Regions from separate parts of the Mus musculus genome. Here regions 1, 2 and 4 are each linked to region 3. A link is a contact called in public Hi-C and HiChIP or PLAC-seq data. All regions are on one chromosome and are shown on one strand. The core of a region is the stretch at or near the end of the contact, and the rest is flanking DNA. Distances in the headings are between cores, read along the strand shown. Region 1 has its middle 11 kb from the start of Gm29944. Region 2 has its middle 49 kb from the start of Gm29997. Region 3 has its middle 14 kb from the start of Gm29862. Region 4 overlaps Gm29944 (a long non-coding RNA gene).

Region 1 (4,789 bases), core at 590-3,089, 160 kb after region 3:
CTCCTGTACTGATGTTTTTAAAATACAGAAGTCCCAGGTATTCACAGGGTTGCTTGTGCAGAGAGGGCGTAATATGAGAATGTTGGTTTCTAGTCATACTTTTCCTTGTCTTTTATCAACTTTGGACAAGTATGGGCAATACTTTCAATTCTGTGAAAATAGACACACCCATTGAAGACACAAAGTATGTCTCACGGTGACAACTTCCAAACCTTGGAATCCAAAGCTTATACTCAAGAATGCCATCCACGGCAAATGAAGAGCGTATGCGACCGGCCAAACTTCTAGCATATGTGTGTGACTTCTAAGGCGTGACTTCAGCTTCTTGGGTTGAGACGGATCCTCCAAGCTACTAAGCTATCATTTAAGCCTTCTCCTGATCACATAAGTGTCCGATTGATCCGTTCCTAACTGACACACTTTATTTACATCTAGTCTTTGAAGGCATACCCATACCCTAACACCGCCAGAAGTGGGTACAAGCTGTTTTGTTCAGTTGTACTCTTGCGTTAAAAATATCACTCATGAGAAAGAAAAGGCTCCGAGGTATTGAAAAGGACTCCCCATTCTGAAACAGAACTTAACCCTGTAGGGTTATCACCACAGACAAGGCTGGCAAAGTATCATGGGAGTCAGAGAACAGCATGGGGCGTCTTAATTTGTTTTACAAGCTGCCACCCCCAAGAGTATAAATAAGACCTGATAAGAACTATAAGCTTTCCAAATCTCTGATTTATTTGTCCCCTCAGTCCAACCACCTAACGTGCTCTCTGAAAAGCTCAAATTTCTGCCCTGGGAATCCCATGTCATGTTTAATTCAGTTGACAGAGGCAGACCCTCCTCTTCTAAGGGAAGCTTAGAGGCCCACATTCAAAAGAGTCTTTCATGTGTTTTATATTTAAATTTATAAAACTAAAACTAACCAACTTCTGGGACAAATAACGTACCAGTTCTGAAATAGGTTTGTTGGATATCTTCATTGCTTTGCGCCTTGCTTGGGACATGGTTTCTTTCTTTCTTTTTCTTTTTTTCTTTTCTTTTCTTTCTTTCTTTCTTTTTTTTTTTTTTTTTTTTTTGACCACGCAATGTAGAGACTGAAGAAGCCCTTCAAACTAATTCTCTTGACAGAGGGGATAATTACAAAATGAACCGATTACAGCTGGTTTAGAGGATGGCAGTTGAGGCAAGCAAAAACTGGATTTCATTCACTGGGCAGCCAGCTCCCTTCACAGAAGCAGATAGCAAGACTTGCAGACAGACTAGATTCTATCGTTCAGAAGCATCGAGACCCACTGCTTGAGGTTGGATGACAAAGAGTGCAGTTATTTTTTTTTAAAGAAAACGGAGTGAAGGAAAGAAATGATGCGTTTGTTTGCAGTATCTCAGCAGCTGCTGGCCATGTAACTCTGGATCTACCAGGGAGCCCATCCGTTCTCACTCCACTTTGTTATTGATGGACCCCACGATCCTGCGAATGTTGCTTCAACCCCCTGGCTCTTGTTTTAAAATAAACTGCATTTTAAAAATAAAATTACAGAGGGATTTATACAAAATAATTTAAAATATATCAGTGAAAAAAATTAACTTTTCTCTCCATTGTTGCCTTACGATGACATAAAACAGCTGGGTCCTGGCCCGCGTTATCCATCGAAAGGAAAGAAAATACACCTTAAATGGGTTTTGTTGCCAAATTCGGAGGATATCTCAGACGATCTGATTTTAAAGTCTAAGCCCCATGGAATTTCACTCTGGGGCCTTCATGGCAAGCATCCAGTGCTCTGCACTGCCAGAGGATAGAGAAAAAGTAGACTGGGATTTCAAAGCCGAAAGGGCAGGCAAGCCAACACTGAGGGAGCATCGATCAGCAAAGGCCGCAACTCCCGCAGCCAGCTCAAAAGCGAAAGGAGTAAGAACTTATTAATTTGAGGAATGTTAATTATTTTTGTGAACCGATGCCAGCCAGAGTAGTTAAAACACAGGTTTCAGTTTGTAGAGGAGGGAGGGGAGAGGGCGATTGCATTAGGAGGTGTTTGCAAAGCCTTTCTGTGAGGTCTCCTCCGCACAGCAGGGGTGCCCACACCTCCCTCCCCTCCCAACCCCCCACCAACTCCAATCCTTTGGACCTGCTTTAACCAGTTAGTGCCAGTGTGAGGTTTTAACCATCTTTCTTTCCTGATTCCTTTTCCACGTCATAAAGACAAAGCATGAACCTGGTGGGTAGAAGCTGCTTTCCAGTTTCTTCTATCTCGTTCATGCTATTCCACTTTAGATCCTATCTCTCTTCCGAGGACTCACCCCACAGCCCGAGCAATGGCCACCTCTTAGTCCTTGTCACTCAGTTTGGTGTATATGCGGTTTGACCTACTCTTTCTGAGCTATCACGCCCTGCCCCACCACCCTGTCATGGTTTCCACCACCCAACCTTATTCACATGAGTTCTCACAGCCACCGTCCACCTGGCTATTTCTCTCCAGTTGAGACACAGGGACTTGACACGGAATCACCTGGCTATTTCTCTCCAGTTGAGCACCGGAACTTGACACGGAAAGTCTAGACCCACGGATTTCTTGGTATGCTTGTGCTCTGTATGAACAGATTTCATGAATTCACTACGGTCACCACACGAAGGTCACCTGAAACTCAACCTTGTGTCTTTCCCCCCACCCCCACCCCTTTATCCTGAACAAATTGCGTTTTACTTTGGCTTCACTTTTGTATACCCTTGACTCACAGAAGCAGTGCGCTCTGGCTAGCCGTAGTTCAGACCGCCCATCTGAGTGTCCATGGTTCATACCCTGGCTCTGAGCTCTCTCTAGAATCTTTTCCTCAAAGACTTCACATCCTCATAGCGGCGCCACTGTGTCCTCAGATACTGACACCGTTTCCTCTACGGATGATCGTGACCTCTAACTCCTGCTCCAACCATCCACATCAAATTACCTGATGGGCGCTAAGCATGTAGCCAACCCAATGTAAAAGCACAACAGGATTTCTACAAAAATTCTCCCCCCTGTTTTCCCATCTCTCCCTGGCCCGTTCCTGCATTGGGTACTTGAGTTCATTGCGACTCTCTCCAGTGTCTAGCTAGGACTCAGTTGTCTTTTCTCCGTATCTGCTTATCATGGCAAACTCACTTGACTCTGGAAAGACTGCATCATCTTGAGCTCCTCTGTGTTGATTAGCAGCTGCTAGCCGAGACAGACACTCCTCTCCATACACTGAGAGCATTGAGCTTTTCCAGTTTGCTTTTCTATCACTTCATTATTTTTCTCATGTGACAACTATATTTAAATTGCGCTGTAAAGAAGGGAAAATGTGATCCAATGTTACACGACCATTTATTAGGAGTTTGCCATATTTCCCTTAAGTCATTTCAAAATGCCCTTATCATATCAAAAGCAGAAAGATGCCATACTCTGTATATACTGACTAATATTTCTGTCCCTTTTCTCTATGATACTACATAGACGTTATATCACTACCTCATGGCACCAGTGATTAACACAGATTCCCTAAAATGAATTATTTGAGGACAGCTTTGACCTGAGTCCTTGCTGAACCTCCAGGCAACAGGGAATGTAAGAACTATCAGGAGGCTTGCAACTGAAATGTTAAACAACTTTGCCATCAGCCTTCCTAAACAGTAATGAGCAACACTTCCTGTCAGGTTTTCATAGTGCCATTGGCCACTTGGGCACAAGCAGGTTCCCTATCACTCAGCCTGACCAATAATATCAGCATCTGTACACACAAGAATACTGTATCCCATCTCTCAATAGCATCTTCTCCACCTAGACTCATTTAAAGTCTTCCTTTGCCACAGAAGCACACTAGAGAGGCTTAACCCTTCAAACCTTAAGGCTGGGGATGTGGTAAAGTGTTTGCCTCGCATGCACTGCGCTCTGGGTTTCATCTCCAAAACTCTGTAAACAAAATGCTTTGGTAATCCCACCACTTAGGAAGTGGAAGGAGAATCATGTGTTTAAGGTCATCCGCAGCAACATAGAAATCTTAACCCAGGGGCTGGAGAGATGGCGCAGTGGTTAAGAGCCCTGACTGCTCTTCCAAAGTTCCTGAGTTCAATTCCCAGCAACCACATGGTGGCTTACAACTGTCTGCAATGGGATCCAGTGCCCTCTTCTGGTGTGTCTGAAGACACTGACAGTGTACTCACATACATAAAATAAATAAATAAATCTTTAAAAAAGAAAAAGAAATCTTAAACCAGTCTTAGATGCATGAGAACTGTCTCAAAAAAAAAAGTTATAAACATGCCCCTCCCCCACCTTATTTACCTAGCTTGTGACTTTGGGCCAATTTCTTTAACTAAGGCTCAGTTTCCTCACTTGTAAATATTGATAAGAATATAGTCACTTTTCAGTGTTATCAGGAGAGGTAAAGACTGGTATAGGCTGCATAAGGTTCTCAGCCAAGCACCTGGTGACTGGAAAGCATTGGTAAAGTGTTGGCCATTGTGAGCGCTTAAGTCAGATTCAGCCTCTATTAAACACTCCCACTGTCATGAAGTTTATAAGCTAGGGCCCTGCCCCTGCTTTGTCCTTTACTTACTAGCAGGTTTCCTGCCTGTCGTATGTCTCTATCTTTCATTACTGAGAGAAAGTAAACAGTGTGAGTAAACAGAGATTACAGCAGGGAGAACTGTGCCCCAAAGCTCGTGCCTCCAATCAGAGGGCATCGTGGTCCCTTGACACTGTGGGCAGGTCCTGTCTACATAACACCTCAAAATGGAAACATACATTGAAACAATGTATGAATTTTACAGAGGTCA
Region 2 (5,023 bases), core at 2,234-4,733, 240 kb after region 3:
TGAGTTAGTGCCACAATTGATGCTGGCCAGCTGAGCCTAAGAATTTAGCAGTGATTAAGAAGAGACCAGCATCACTGAAGTAAAACCTTCTGAGAAGAGTTTCCTGAGCACACAAAGAAGCTATGTTCCAGAGGCAGCCAAGGTTGTACCTTGTGCTGGCAGCCAGACTTGGTACCGGGAAATAATCACGCAGATGGTGCTGGTCTTGAAGGCATGAGGGGATCATGGAGAGCAGCTGAGGTGTGGCAGTGTGAGAGGCCAGGAGAGGCTGTAGGTGAAGGTGCAGCATCAGTAGCAGTTGAAGGGCGAGGACTAAAGGGGTCATGGCACAGAAGTTGAGGCTTGACAATAGGAAGAAAGCCTATGAGATCTATTGGTAAAAGTGCGCCCCAATTGCAGCAGAAGACCCCATCATTTTGGAGATGGGGTCTTTCAGCTGTGGGTACTCGTATAAATCAAAATTACCATGGGGCGACCACCAAAACCAGCAGCAGCAGCAGTGGAGTGGACTCAGCCACAGCCTACAAGACAAGCTGTGTGCTACAGAGGAAGGAGCTGAAGAGGGCTTTGGAGGATCCCAAAAGACTGTGAGTTGATCCCATTCATTGCAAACTGAGGTATTTATACTGTTGGAGTCTAGTTTTGCTTGGTTCAGTCTCTGACTTTGCCTTGGTTCATCTCTCTTGAGGAAGGCATTTAATTTTGATTTATACGGGTACCCACAACTGAAAGATCTTGAAATTTTAAAAGAGATTTTGGATTTTTAGAGAGATTGGATAATTAAAAGATATTGAAATTTTAATGTGTTTGAATTTGTGAAAGACTGTGGAACTTCTAAAGTTATCTATGTTTTTAATGAGAAATCTTGGGGATGAATAAGAAAGGAAGGGTTGGGCCTTAATAGTGGTGTGCTTGTGTGTCAAGTTGACAAGGCATCAGTTGTATTGGCTAGTTTTGTGTCAACAAGCTAGGGTCATCAGAGAGGAAGGAGCCTCAGTTGAGAAAATGCCTCCATGAGATCCAGCTGTAAGGCATTTTCTTAATTAGTGATCAATAGGGGAGGGCCCAGCCCATTGTGAGTGATACCATCCCTGGGCTAGTTCTCCCTGGTTCTATAAGAAAGCAGACTGAGCAAGCCATGGGGAGTAAGTCAGTAAGCAGCACCCTTCCATGGCTTCTGCTTCAGCTCTTGCCTCTAGATTCCTGCCCTGTTCGAGTTCCTGTCCTGACTCTTATTGGTGATAATCAACAATGTGGAAGTATAAACATAGGGAATCCTTTCCTCCTCAACTTGTTTTCCGCTCATGGTGTTTCGTCTCAGGAATGGAAACCTAACTAAGAGAGCGGTGTTAGAGTCCTATTGCCATGATAAAATACCTGAAAAAAAAATTACAGCTCAGATTAACAAGAGGGAAGCAAGTTAAAAACGATCACCAAGTTATCTATCTTGTCTGTGTTTGAGGGCTTGGTAGTACCTCAGAGTGTTCAGTACCTTGTGGATGAATGCTATTCCCCTCAGATGGTTAGGAACAAAAAGGGAAAGCTGAGGGCGTACCCCAGTGCTGTATCTTTTACCCATTAAGCTCTGCTGCTTTAAGAGCCACTATCTTATGGTTGTACCAAACCCTGAAAACTAAGCCCTTAACACATGGTTCCTTAAGGGACAGTTAAAATCTAATATCTAGCTGAGCAGTGGTGGCGCACGCCTTTAGTCCCAGCACTTGGGAGGCAGAGGCAGGCAGATTTCTGAGTTCAAGGCCATCCTGGTCTACAAAGTGAATTCCAGGACAGCTAGGGCTATACAGAGAAACCCTGTCTCAAAAAACCAAAACCAACCAAACAAAACTAATATCTAGCAGGTGCACATTAATGTAATTTTAAAGGTAAGTGCCCATACCTCTCTCTTAGTTCACTTCTGGATCCCTATCTCTGACTTCCATGAGAATTCCCAAACTCCAAAAGATTGTTTCCAATTACTGCTCTTTTTTTCAAACAGAAGTTGCATTGTAGCCAAGTCCATAGGACTGATGATACCAGTACACAGAGACTCATAGTAGCCAGATACATAGTAACAAGCAACTGAAGCATAAGGGATGCTCTGTGGCCAACCGCATGCATGTAGTCGCTCCTGGTGGGGGCTGTCTTCCAGGCAGAGGTTTAGGGTAAACCCTGGTATTTTCTTTCATCCTTCAGTTTTCTAATACCCACTCTAGCTCCAGAAAGGTTGACCATCCCAGGGGCCCAGCACATGATGGTTGGGTAGAAATTATTACACTTGTATGTGTCAACAGAGGCCAGCCCCACAACCTGAGATGCCAACACCTTCTGGATGCTACACTGCTAGCTTGGGAACTCTTACATACATAAAACTGTGCCAGAGCTCCAAAGGGTGGTGAATGAAGCTCTTGTGTTCTTCCTTCTGGCTGAATTCCCTAGTTCCCTCAACTTGGAGCTCACCTCAGACCAGGTGTTCCTGAATAAGTAATATAGATTTATACTTCTAATCCAGCAGAAGTTGGGTCTGCATATATAAAAACAAGCTATTAAAGCCAACGACCCCTTTTTTTTTTCTTTCAAATAAAAACTGTAGAAGAGAAATGTCAAAGGGGTTTCTTTGGTTTCATTAAACAGTGCTCCCACCCCAGGGAAAATGAAGGCCGTCTTTTAGGGCCAGGTGTTCTTTAGAGTTTAGCAATAATGACACAGAGGGGATGAGCTCACGTTTAGGAAAATCATAGAATGCCATGGGGGCTTTGTAGCATGAATAGGATCTTAAACATGTCACATAAAAATAAAACAAGAGAGAGAGAGAGAGAGAGAGGGGGGAAGGAGAGAGAGAGGAAAGGAGAGAGAGAGAAAGAGAAAAGAAAGAAAGAGGACCCCAATGTCTATGCAATCCTGCAGTGTTTCCCAGAGACTCAGGAAGTTAGACCTGGACCCTGGGCTCCCCGCCCCGCCCCCACTTTGTTCTACAGATGCTAATGTAAATCAATTAGGGGCTGACATAATTGGCTGCCTGACAAATGCTCTGTGATAATGCGGCTCAGGAGAAGGTGGAATTTCTGAGGTGCCGGTTGTAAGGCTTTCAGAGCAGCAGTAAATTCCACGCCCTGTCAGCACAGGTGGATAGCTAAGTTGCAAATACAATGTTCCTCCAGCTCCTAAGGCACTCCTTGGATGATTGACCAAAGCAAGTTGTGTGATTCAATTCACCAATTAGACCTTGAAGGGTAAAAACCAGACCTTCATCAAATATAGACCAAAAAAAAAAAAAAAAATTGATGGAGTATGCTCAGATCTGTGAACATGTGGGCAGAATGGAGGGAAGGAGGGAAAATACTGGTGGCCAAGGGGTTCCAGCAGAAGCAATTAGAGGACTCATTATTTGGAAAATTGTAAAAGAAAAGACGGTGGCTAGACATGCGCTCAGTTCCTTGGGAGTAATTTAAAGAGACGAAGCCCCCCTCCCCCACTCCTGGTGTAGACTGCAGCAGCAAGCCATGCACTTGTGACTTATATTTTCCACAATTAACGGCTGAGGGCAGAAGTGCTCAGGAACAGAGTTGTTCTCCTAGACCCACTTCTGTTTAGAGAAAGCTAATGGAACCTACCAGTTACCTTTTGTGTGTGGAGAGAGGAGGGCAAGTTGTAGCTTTCATATATTTTCTTATTCTCTCTACAAGTGAGTATTATAACACTTTCCGTATTCTCCCTAGCTTCCAGCACAACCGAGACTGCAGCAGGCATTCTAATGCTATGCTGAGGAATATGTAAGATTTAAGAGGCATTCTCACAGATGCACGGAGGACCTACAGCCAAGAACAGCAGTGCAGCTATGCTTAGAGAAAAATTCAAAATCTTAATATGTCCCATGTGACCTTTTAAAATAAAGTACCATTACTTCATCTAATTTAATTCATCTAATTTAATTCTCTATAGTTTTGTATGTCAGTATGTCCAAGAGCATATTGATTATTTATGGGAAGGATAAAAACCTTTCAGCAGAGTTATATGCGTGCCTGGAACTGATGCAGGTCACAAGGGGTCTTTGGATGCCCCGGAATTGGAATTATTGTGAGCCTTTCTGTAACTACTGGGAATAGAGTCTGGGTCCTCTGCAAGAGCAACAAGTGCCCTGAACATCTGAGCAATCCCCTTAAAAAAAATAAAAGGACCCCACTAAGTTGAATTTGAGCTGCTTATATGTATGTGACATTTCAATTTCTCAAGTTTTATTTGAAGTATTGTCTATATATTTTGATAACTTGAACTATGAAAAAATTTCTACAGAGACAAAGTTTGGAGCTGAGATGAAAGGATGGACCATGTAGAGACTGCCATATCCAGGGATCCACCCAATAATCAGTATCCAAACGCTGACACCATTGCATACACTAGCAAGATTTTATCGAAAGGACCCAGATGTAGCTGTCTCTTGTGAGACTATGCCGGGGCCTAGCAAACACAGAAGTGGATGCTCACAGTCAGCTAATGGATGGATCACAGGGCTCCAAATGGAGGAGCTAGAGAAAGTACCCAAGGAGCTAAAGGGATCTGCACCCCTATAGGTGGAACAACATTATGAACTAATCAGTACCCCGGAGCTCTTGACTCTAGCTGCATATGTATCAAAAGATGGCCTAGTCGGCCATCATTGGAAAGAGAGGCCCATTGGACATGCAAACTTTATATGCCCCAGTACAGGGGAACGCCAGGGCCAAAAAGGGGGAGTGGGTGGGTATGGGGGACTTTTGGTATAGCATTGGAAATGTAAATGAGCTAAATACCTAATAAAAAAATGGAAAAGGAAAAAAAAAAGAAAAATTTGCTGTTATTTTAATTTAGCTAAGATCCTTTAGTGCCTATGCCAAAGAGTTTTTAGTACCCTGAAAGGGAATTACATCATTTGATCTACATAATAACCCTATGAAGGAGATACAGTGAGGCAATCCTATCCGCGTCTTTATAACACAGGCAAGGGAACATGGAAACACAATCTAAATACTTTCTCATGATCTAAACT
Region 3 (4,593 bases), core at 77-2,576:
TTGGTGGTTCCCACAGCTCTTCACTGAACCATCCAGGAAATGTAAACAGGACACTACTTCACACTCCTGAGAGCCTGCGATGTTAACTTGTTTGCCCGACACTCACTGAGTAGCTTAATTAATTATCTGTGGGTGGCAGATTACATGAAGTCACCCTAGCCCATTAAGTATGCATTTCCTGCATCTAAGTATATTATGAAAACATGGCCGTGTTTTCTTCTGGAGTTCAGAGTGTTTAGAGAGCCTGTCTTGTTCTTTAAGGCCTGGCTGCTTCGTATTTACGTTAGACTGATCGAATTTCAAATGTGAAAGTAAAGATAAAGTACCTGAAAACGTTAAATCCAAGCCATGCGTCATTTGAACAAACTTCTGACAGACACAGAGGACTTGCTAGGGCCTTCCCCACACCCCCAAGGCCACAGAGGATCCCTGTGTGTTCACCCTCCTGGGCTCCTTGCAAAGAGAATTCTTTGTGCATTACGAAACCTTCAGACGAGGTTCCTGTGGGCCCCACCTGTGGCTGAAAACACTTAATTTGGGGTCTGAGTTCCTTTAAGAGACACTGCAATGCCCTGTCTGCCATCTCTCCCCCTACCTCGGTACTTATTTTCAGTTACATCTCAAAGATTAACAAACTGATGGCGATTAAGTTCTCAATAGGTGCTTCGTTGTTAGACTCCGTAGAAGAAAGCTCAAGGAGTCTTTCTAGGACAAAAACATCGAGAAAGCAAAAAATGTCCTTCATGCCTGCTAATAATTTTCTCTGTTCTGCACATATGTTTCAGACCACAGGAGTGGGGTGGAGTTAAGCTACAATACTATCCTTATTTTGGAGAAGGGAGGGGTCCCAGCTAAGCTATTCTAGTGGGAATTAACAGAGAGAGACAGAGAGAGACACATGACCGAGAGATTTTTGGTGTGTTTTTAGTTTCTAATTGTACATGTATTTCTGGCTTTTTTTAAGGAAGGACAGAGCTATAGGAGATCTGGAATCAGAACCTAAAGTGACCTACATAAAAGCAACGCTCTGATTCCCTAATTAAACCAAGCTGCGGCTGCGGGCTCTGCAAATAGCTGCCAAAAATTCATCCATTCAATCTTCCGCTTATCCTCCAGGAATGCAGAGGGGCGGGGAAGGGGGCGGCGGGGAAGCAGAGGCCGGGGATTGTCCTAGCTCATGTATTTGCTCTCCGGTGAGGGGGTCCTGCGTTCCCGGAGCACAGTCGCCTGGGGTTGGAAAGGATCGCGTGGGGGAGGGGGCTGGGAGGCAGGGGACCAGAAGGGGGATAAAGAGAAAAACAGACTAAATGTTTTAACAGCTGCCCTATTTTTCTTCACCTATTTTGCCCAGGGATCTGGTTTCCTTCTGGGAGGAGGGCTCTCCCTGGGTCCAGGCTCGCTCCGCAGGGCCTGTTTACTCGGAGAACCACAGTCCTCTTTCTCACCTTGTTTAAGTCTTTACTTTTGAGGGAACTCAGAGCAGGAAGAAGAAACTGGAATGGTTGCTGAGCTCCGAATTTTAAGTAGAAACTGGGAACAAAGTAAAGTAAAATAAAATCTGGCCCTCCCCACCCCCCCGCACCCAGTCTCCTCCTGCCAGTGCTTCTTGGACAAGAAAAACTGTTCTTCAGCGAAGATGGTCCCTCATTCTCTCATTCTCACATAACTTCCTTTAGCTGAGCGTTGCAGACGGTATGTTAATTGAGTATTAGATGACGAAGCTGCAAAAATCGGAGGGAATAGCGCTATTAGCCAGACACTCGGGGATTCCAGCACCACACAAAGGTAAAAACCAAATGGAAAAGACCAGCTATTTATTTTTTGCTGAAAAGAGTTTGTACTGTCACTTGGGGGTTTGCTGTGGAGAATTTTCCCAGACGAAACATTTGCCGACTTTCCCTCGATTTCATTCACAGACACGCCACCTAAACATACATTAGCAGCGCCTAGTCTAGTCTATCAGAAACTCAACGCTCCGGGAGGAATCCTTACCGCCAAACATAAGTCTTAACTGTTGCCAGGATTCAGTTACGCAAGAGGACTTTGGGAGACCCAGGTACCTCAAAATGGAGCACTCCGAATTGGTATTCACGACATGTTCCTCACTAGGGTCATGCCCAGGGAAAGCTGCAGTATTTGTCAGGGTTTAGCCTTCCCACCTCTGTCTTCTCCACTCAGTTTCAGCCTCTTAGCCAGAGACTCCAAGCTTCTGTCCCAACAGAGCATTGCCACCTAGACACTTCTGCAAAGAAGCCTCTGTCATAGGCTTCTTACTCCCAGTTTCAGATCACTGCGTTCGCATCACATACCTTTCCACTATTAAAATAAGTAATAATAATGATGATGATGATAAATAATTGTGATGCTTTCATCATTTTTTAAAATAGTTTTGTTTCTAGAGATTGAACCTAGAATCAAGCGTGCATGTTGGGCAAGCAATCTACTGTGTGTGTGTGTGTGTGTGTGTGTGTGTGTGTGTGGTAATGGCAGTGTGTGTACTGTGGTATATGTCTGTGGATACACAAGCAAGTACACATATACATATGTGTGCAGGTGCCTGCAGAGACCAGGAGAGGGCACTAGACCACTCCACCCCAGAGCTGGAGTTACAGGCAACTGTGAAGTTGTGAGCTGCCCAACATAGGTTCTAAGACCGAAACTCACCTTCTGATGGAGTAGCAACTGCTCTACCTAGTTTGTCTCTGTGTTAAACTCTGTGTTGTTTTAAGTTCCTGGGTGTGCTTTAAGTTCCAGAACCCATTAGAAGCCTTAATAATAGCTTCCAAAATGTGAATATTATAATGTTATCCTAGAAAGTTACTCAAGCTTGGTGGACTTGGTTAATTTTTCTTGTATTATAAACAATGATGGTATCTGTAGTTTCAATAATACAATGATTTCGTATTCTTTTGTTTCACTTTGTACTAAACAATACATTGAAGTGGAAACTTCTAGTTTCTTTAGGAAGTCAATTATGTCAAATGATGTTTTGCTGAGACACACAAGCGAAAGGATGTTTTCCTGGATCAGACACAGGAAAAAATGTTTTCCTGAAGCAGACACAGGCGAAAGGATGTTTTGCTATAGCAGACACGTGAAAGGGCCTGTGATGAAGGAGTATAAATATGACCCCACAGACAGTGGGAGATGAGCACTGAGCATTGGTCTTTGATAAAGACAAGCATGTATTGGTTCGCCTTACATAGCATTCATTGTTGAGCTCAACTTGTGGTCATGCCACCATTGAGAGAAACTCACTCAGGAACTGCTCATGAGGTTCTTGCAGTAGTTTGCCGCTTCTGAGACTGCACTTCAGGTCAGTTGGTGAGCCTTGTGCTGGTTGGTACATGGAATCGGCCTGCTGAGAGGACTGAACTGTATGTAGCTGCCAGTTCCTGTGTGGTATCTACTTGCCTAGAGGACTGGTCTGCAGCTGCTGAGTCGTATTTGGTGTTTGCTGGAGGATGGAACTATTGCCAAGGAAGATGGAGCTCACCCCCAAAGAACTATTGCTGAACAGTTCTGCTTCCCCCATATCCTAATAACTTTTCTCTTCCACTACCTCTGCTGGGTGGTGGGATAGAGGAGAAGTTGGACCCTTACTAAAAGTAGGTTGCAAAAACTTTGCCCACATTACATAGGTTAATATTCTTACTATCTCAAAGCATCCTAGTTGACATGCAAGAGGCTGTGGTGGAGATCTACAGGCACACACTGAGGTAAGTGGCATCAAGCCCCCACCATTTGAGGCTCACGAGCAGGTGGGGGATGTGTACCTGAATATTGAAGGGATTGCTGTATCAGGAAGGATAGAAAGTCACTTGAAAGTATGAAAAGGGCTAAGGGTAAGAAGCTATAATTAGTTTTGGAAAAAGTAAGAAAGCTGATAGAAACTAAGAAAAACAGATTCATACCAGAGAGAACCAAATGAATTCATGGATTAATAAGCCGATCCACAGAAACCAAGTAACAGAGTCCGTTTCTTTTGTGAGAGGAGACACAGAAGATGAGGCTGTGTGAGGCAAAGAGGAGCAACACACCAAGAGATGGAGTTGCAAAGGCCTAACTTGGAAGGTCAAAGGTGACAGATGTTGAAGGAGATCCCCCTGGGTGGTACACACTTTACTACATAGTTGGCAAAGTCTATGTCTACTAATACATATTCTAACTGTCTGGTTGCTTTCAATCCCTGTTCTCTAGGTGAGAAGAGAGGTCTGGAGAAGAAAACTAGCGTGCCTACTCTCCCATTGTTAGAAAGCCGCAGAGTAAAGACCCAAACAACATGCCTCCAAATTTAGGGAAGTGAACCCTTGGCTTTTGACCCATATGTTTTGGATTTTGTTACACATGCAAGGATTTGAGAACAGGGAGGCAAGGGACAGGGAGAGGTGTGGGGATTCATCACGTGAGATACAACTGCAGGTAGAGATAATCGAAACATTGAGAGGTGGGGTCTTAGCGATAGGGAGCATGACTTGGAAGGTAATAATTTGTCCCTGTCCCCTTATCTTTCTCTCTGCTTTCTGCCTGCCACATTTTTTTTTCTACCATGCTACAACCACCATGACAGTCACTTCCAAATCACTGAAACAG
Region 4 (4,886 bases), core at 2,257-4,756, 140 kb after region 3:
AACACACTTTAAATGATCTCCCTGGAGTAGAAGACCAGTGACAAGGGTCAACAAACCTCCTTGTTCCTAAGCAGATAATGAGTAACATCTCAGCAGAAAAAGGAGTGACTCCTGTCCTGTCACCTGCACCCGGTTGTCCTCAGACACTGACTCTTGGGATCTTCACAGACTTGCCTTTTAATTTCAGTACATTCCTCTGATGGATTCTGACCAAAGCTGTTTTCAAACCTTCTCTCCCAGGGAGCCTGTCTGTCCCAGCTGCCCCAGGATCACTAGGGCACCTGTCTCAGCTGCCCCAGGATCACTAGGGAGCCTGTGTCAGCTGCCCCAGGATCACTAGGGAGCCTGTCTGTCCCAGCTGCCCCAGGATCACTAGGGAGTCTGTCTGTCTCAGCTGCCCCAGGATCACTAGGGCACCTGTCTGTCTCAGCTGTCCCAGGATCACTAGGACACCTGTCTGTCTCGGTTGCCCCAGGATCACTAGGGAGTCTGTCTCAGCTGCCCCAGGATCACTAGGGAGCCTGTCTCAACTACCCCAGGATCACTAGGATGCCTGTCTGTCCCAGCTGCCCCGGGATCACTAGGGAGCCTGTCTCAGCTGCCCCAGGATCACTAGGGAGTCTGTCTCAGCTGCCCCAGGATCACTAGGATGCCTGTCTGTCTCAACTGCCCCAGGATCACTAGGGAGCCTGTCTCAGCTGCCCCAGGATCACTAGGGCACCTGTCTCAACTGCCCCAGGATCACTAGGGTGCCTGTCTCAACTGCCCCAGGATCACTAGGGAGCCTGTCTCAACTGCCCCAGGATCACTAGGGAGCCTGTCCCAGCTGCCCCAGGATCACTAGGGAGCCTGTCTCAACTGCCCCAGGATCACTAGGATGCCTGTCTGTCTCAACTGCCCCAGGATCACTAGGGAGCCTGTCTCAGCTGCCCCAGGATCACTAGGGCACCTGTCTCAACTGCCCCAGGATCACTAGGGTGCCTGTCTCAACTACCCCAGGATCACTAGGATGCCTGTCTGTCTCAACTGCCCCAGGATCACTAGGGAGCCTGTCTCAGCTGCCCCAGGATCACTAGGGCACCTGTCTCAACTGCCCCAGGATCACTAGGGTGCCTGTCTCAACTGCCCCAGGATCACTAGGGAGCCTGTCTCAACTGCCCCAGGATCACTAGGGAGCCTGTCCCAGCTGCCCCAGGATCACTAGGGAGCCTGTCTCAACTGCCCCAGGATCACTAGGGCACCTGTCTCAGCTGCCCTAGGATCACTAGGGCGCCTGTCTCAGCTACCCCAGGATCACTAGGGCACCTGTCTCAGCTGCCCCAGGATCACTAGGGAGCCTGGCTCAACTGCCCCAGGATCACTAGGATGCCTGTCTGTCTCAGCTGTCCCAGGATCAGTAGGGCGCCTGTCTCAGCTGCCCCAGGATCACTAGGGCACCTGTCTCAGCTGCCCCAGGATCACTAGGGAGCCTGTCTCAACTGCCCCAGAATCACTAGGATGCTCTGTCTCAACTGCCCCAGGATCACTAGGACACCTGTCTGTCTCGGTTGCCCCAGGATCACTAGGGCGCCTGTCTGTCTCAGCTGCACCAGGATCACTCTTTTCTGTGACTATTTGTTTGAAAATCTATCACTTTTTAATACCATACAGTGACTAAGGGAATGAAATCCATGTGAATGATTACTTTCGTGGTGCCAGATGTAATTATTATAGTAGTTTCTAGGTAGATGTTGAATGAATCATATGACACACACACATAAACACACACATACATACATACATACATACATACATACATACATACACACACACACCACACACACATACACACTCAGGCCACACACAAATACACACATATGTACACACTACATACACAAACATGCACACACACATACACACACATACATACACATACACACATACATATGCATACACACCACACACATACATATACACATACATAAATACACACACCACATTCACACACACACACACACACATATATATATACACAGAGCACACACACATTCATACACACACATATATACACACACATACATACACACAAACTACACACACTACACACACCACACACACATACATAAATACACACCACACACACATGCATACAGACACATATACATTGTGCCCATTCGTAACACACTATGTGGTCTATCTCTAATAGTTTTCTCGCTATCTGCAAGATGAATTAATAAATCTAACCTGAGTAATATTTTAATTATACAAGTATTTTAAAAATTCATTAAGATATTTAATGTACTTGAGGAAAGGTACTAAGAAAATTTAAATCTCTAAGACATGACAATGCCCGTGTGTTTGCTGAATGACTAACCTTGGAGCAGGAGCATTCTCTCAGCTACTACAGAACACCCCTCAGCTCTATAAATACGGATAATTAATACTCCCTGTGATTAACACATGAGAATGACGTAATAATAAATGTAATGATAAGGCTGAGGACACTCATTCTTTTCAAGAAGTGACCCAAATAATTAATTACAGATTGATATCTACCGAAAACACAAAGAAAGGCTCTGTGCTATAGAACTGGTTCAACCCAGTTCGGACTGTAACAATTATTTGGTAAAGATGATCTAAATGCATTGCTTAAAATAAACGTGCCATGCAAAGTTTTGCAAATCCTTAAAATGTTCTCACTTTATGTATGCGTCGTATGGGTGAACTAACCTCTCACACTATCTAATCCTTTCCACTTCAAAAGCCCTTCACATATTGGTTAGAAAATAAAATAAAATAAAAGACTAATAAAAATAAAAACCACGTCCCCCAAGAAGCAGCGACATGTGGCCCAAACCAGACAGTGAAAATAAAAAGACCTCAAGCCTGGAGATTGAAAAGGGAAGACAGAATGGTCTCAATGTGTCTCTTTCCTTGAAATTACAGGAGGCACAGCTTTCCCCTCCTCCCTCCTCCCCACTCCTCTCCTCTCCCTCCTCCCCCTCCTCTTGCTCCTTTTCAACTTGCAGACCAGCAGATTGATTTACAGCAGTGGCTTTGAATGCAGGACCATCTCAAAAACACAATTCACAATTTTCACAGCATTCAAAAGCATCCTTCATCTTTCCTCTCCTTTTTCTCTATCATCTTCCATATCTCTTTTGTTCCTTCCTCTAGGTTTGAAAAGGACCTAGCCACCTCTGACCTAGCATGTTGAAACAAGAACACTTCTAATTGTCTCCCTGTCGGGTTAGGTAAAAGAAGAAATGTTCCCAGCTGTGTCCCCTACGACTTACTCAGACTATCACACTGCTACAGTTCACGGGGACCCTAGTGAAGTCTTGGCTGCAACTGCCAACACTCCTGAAATATCAATACAGTAAACTAGCAGGCATCAAAGGGATTCCTAAATCACACCAAAGACAGCTTTACTACCCATAAAGTAGAAAACCCACGAAGAAGAGAAGCTGCCCTGGCTTGACTGTTTATTGGCCAGGTGGAACTGATTAAGAATGTGAGAATCTGTGGTACCAATAATCAGGGGCGTCTTGTGTTCAACACAAGAAAGGGTTTCACATAACCTAGCAATAGCAGGGCACCAGTACTCAAGAAATGCAAACTAGCAGCTATTTATACTCAAGATCTGGGCTGGACAGGCTAGCTCAAAGAAAATAATATTGGAGGAGGGTTGGAGAGGGCAGAAATCTACTCTTGGAAACCACGGACCAAGATCACGGCTTCTAGGCCGATGAATGCAGAGATGACCCCAAGTGAATTCAGCATGTGCCATATTAAAATAGACGGGAAGCTTATGGCTAGGTCTGGACTCATTTGAAGTCCTCTTTATGATGGAGAACAAAATATGGGCTTCCCTGCTGGAGATGATTCTTGTCTATGGTCCCCGTTACCAGATGTCAAAGTGGGAAAAGACACCACTGAAGAATAACACTCCAACGAAGTTAGACCAGGAGACATTCTGTCTCCAATCTTTGATCAGAGGAAAATAACTCTGCCTTAAAATGCTAAAGTACTAAGGTTCAGAAAGATATTACATATGGCTAGGATTTATGGCACAGATGTACAAGACCTTGAGAAAGATATTGAGGCAGTATGGCTCTAAATGTGTTTGTAGTATATTTATAAATAATCTATCAGGGTGGTAGTGTCACATCCCTTTAATCATAGCACTTGAGAGGTGGAGGCATGTAGATCTCTGATTTTAAGGCCAGCCTGGTCATTATAGTAAGTTCTAGGATAACCACGGCTACACAGAGAGACCCTGTCTCAAAAAGACAAAAACCAAAAACAAAAACCAAACAAGCTATACAAATAGTCTATGTTATCTTCTCTTATGTTTCCTGTCATTCATTGTGCAATTCAGAAAAACCAAGAGGGAGTTATGCCAAAATCCCACATCTTTATCATAAAAATCATAGCTACTGAAGACTAATAATTTCAATAAGCTTTCCAGAGAACTTGGTAGCTTTCCACAAAATAATAAGAAAATGAATATACGAAAAATTAAAAATGAGTTTAAAATTTAGAGTTTGCTTTTAATTAAAAAGTTCAGCCTCCATCATATTAAAAAACTCTCATCAAAATATTTTATAAACAGTTTTCAAAACTCATTTAATTTCAAATGTTAATCCATTAAGAACTTTAGAACATAGATCATTAATTGTAAGCGACTATCAAAGGAGATCATCTTTGCCCTGAATATACAAAACATAATTTAGTTAAAAATAAAAATGCTACTTTTAAAGGGAAACCACACATAGAAAACTTTGAACAGATAATATGTGTAGAGAAAAGTACATGCTTGGAAATTATACATCAATCATCAATAAAATAAATACAGAAACACAGCAAGAAAAAATGTAGAATGTAGAATTTAATTGCATTATTAT

Evidence for each region. A called contact is a pair of places that touch in the nucleus more often than the background predicts. HiChIP or PLAC-seq counts read pairs in DNA pulled down with a chosen protein or histone mark.
Region 1: a contact with region 3 is called in a Hi-C map of stem cell-derived cardiac mesoderm, with 3 times the contacts expected there. The contact joins two enhancer-like sites. A contact is called at or near these places in 1 of 15 datasets of contacts at CTCF or cohesin (the NIH/3T3 cell line), 4 of 484 Hi-C or Micro-C datasets (cranial neural crest, embryonic fibroblasts, stem cell-derived cardiac mesoderm and 1 more), 9 of 115 datasets of contacts at active chromatin or transcription factors (the NIH/3T3 cell line, craniofacial prominence, embryonic forebrain and 6 more) and 1 of 9 other capture datasets (embryonic stem cells).
Region 2: a contact with region 3 is called in an H3K4me3 HiChIP or PLAC-seq map of embryonic limb bud, with 5 times the contacts expected there. The contact joins two enhancer-like sites. A contact is called at or near these places in 1 of 39 promoter capture datasets (neural stem cells), 1 of 484 Hi-C or Micro-C datasets (cerebral cortex), 2 of 115 datasets of contacts at active chromatin or transcription factors (embryonic limb bud and stem cell-derived stembryo) and 3 of 9 other capture datasets (adipose tissue, embryonic stem cells and pancreatic islet).
Region 4: an H3K4me3 HiChIP or PLAC-seq map of embryonic limb bud shows a contact between it and region 3, with 3 times the contacts expected there. The contact joins two enhancer-like sites. A contact is called at or near these places in 3 of 484 Hi-C or Micro-C datasets (embryonic fibroblasts and nephron progenitors) and 4 of 115 datasets of contacts at active chromatin or transcription factors (the NIH/3T3 cell line, craniofacial prominence, embryonic limb bud and 1 more).

What each region holds. Positions count from the first base shown.
Region 1 is chr10:125,947,207-125,951,995 of GRCm38.p6, forward strand. No RefSeq gene overlaps it. Among named protein-coding and RNA genes, the nearest start is that of Gm29944, 11 kb to the left of the region's middle. Within about 2 kb of position 1,840, at least 29 of the 459 cell types and tissues checked have an H3K27ac peak or open chromatin away from gene starts, as enhancers often do. A contact at or near this core is called in embryonic fibroblasts, stem cell-derived cardiac mesoderm and vascular smooth muscle cells, where this site is marked.
Region 2 is chr10:126,026,113-126,031,135 of GRCm38.p6, forward strand. No RefSeq gene overlaps it. Among named protein-coding and RNA genes, the nearest start is that of Gm29997, 49 kb to the left of the region's middle. Within about 2 kb of position 3,484, at least 12 of the 459 cell types and tissues checked have an H3K27ac peak or open chromatin away from gene starts, as enhancers often do. A contact at or near this core is called in embryonic limb bud, where this site is marked.
Region 3 is chr10:125,785,880-125,790,472 of GRCm38.p6, forward strand. No RefSeq gene overlaps it. Among named protein-coding and RNA genes, the nearest start is that of Gm29862, 14 kb to the left of the region's middle. Within about 2 kb of position 1,327, at least 103 of the 459 cell types and tissues checked have an H3K27ac peak or open chromatin away from gene starts, as enhancers often do. A contact at or near this core is called in embryonic fibroblasts, embryonic limb bud, stem cell-derived cardiac mesoderm and 1 more, where this site is marked.
Region 4 is chr10:125,918,840-125,923,725 of GRCm38.p6, forward strand. The region is part of intron 1 of Gm29944 (a long non-coding RNA gene); the gene reads right to left. Among named protein-coding and RNA genes, the nearest start is that of Gm29944, 17 kb to the right of the region's middle. Within about 2 kb of position 3,507, at least 15 of the 459 cell types and tissues checked have an H3K27ac peak or open chromatin away from gene starts, as enhancers often do. A contact at or near this core is called in embryonic limb bud, where this site is marked.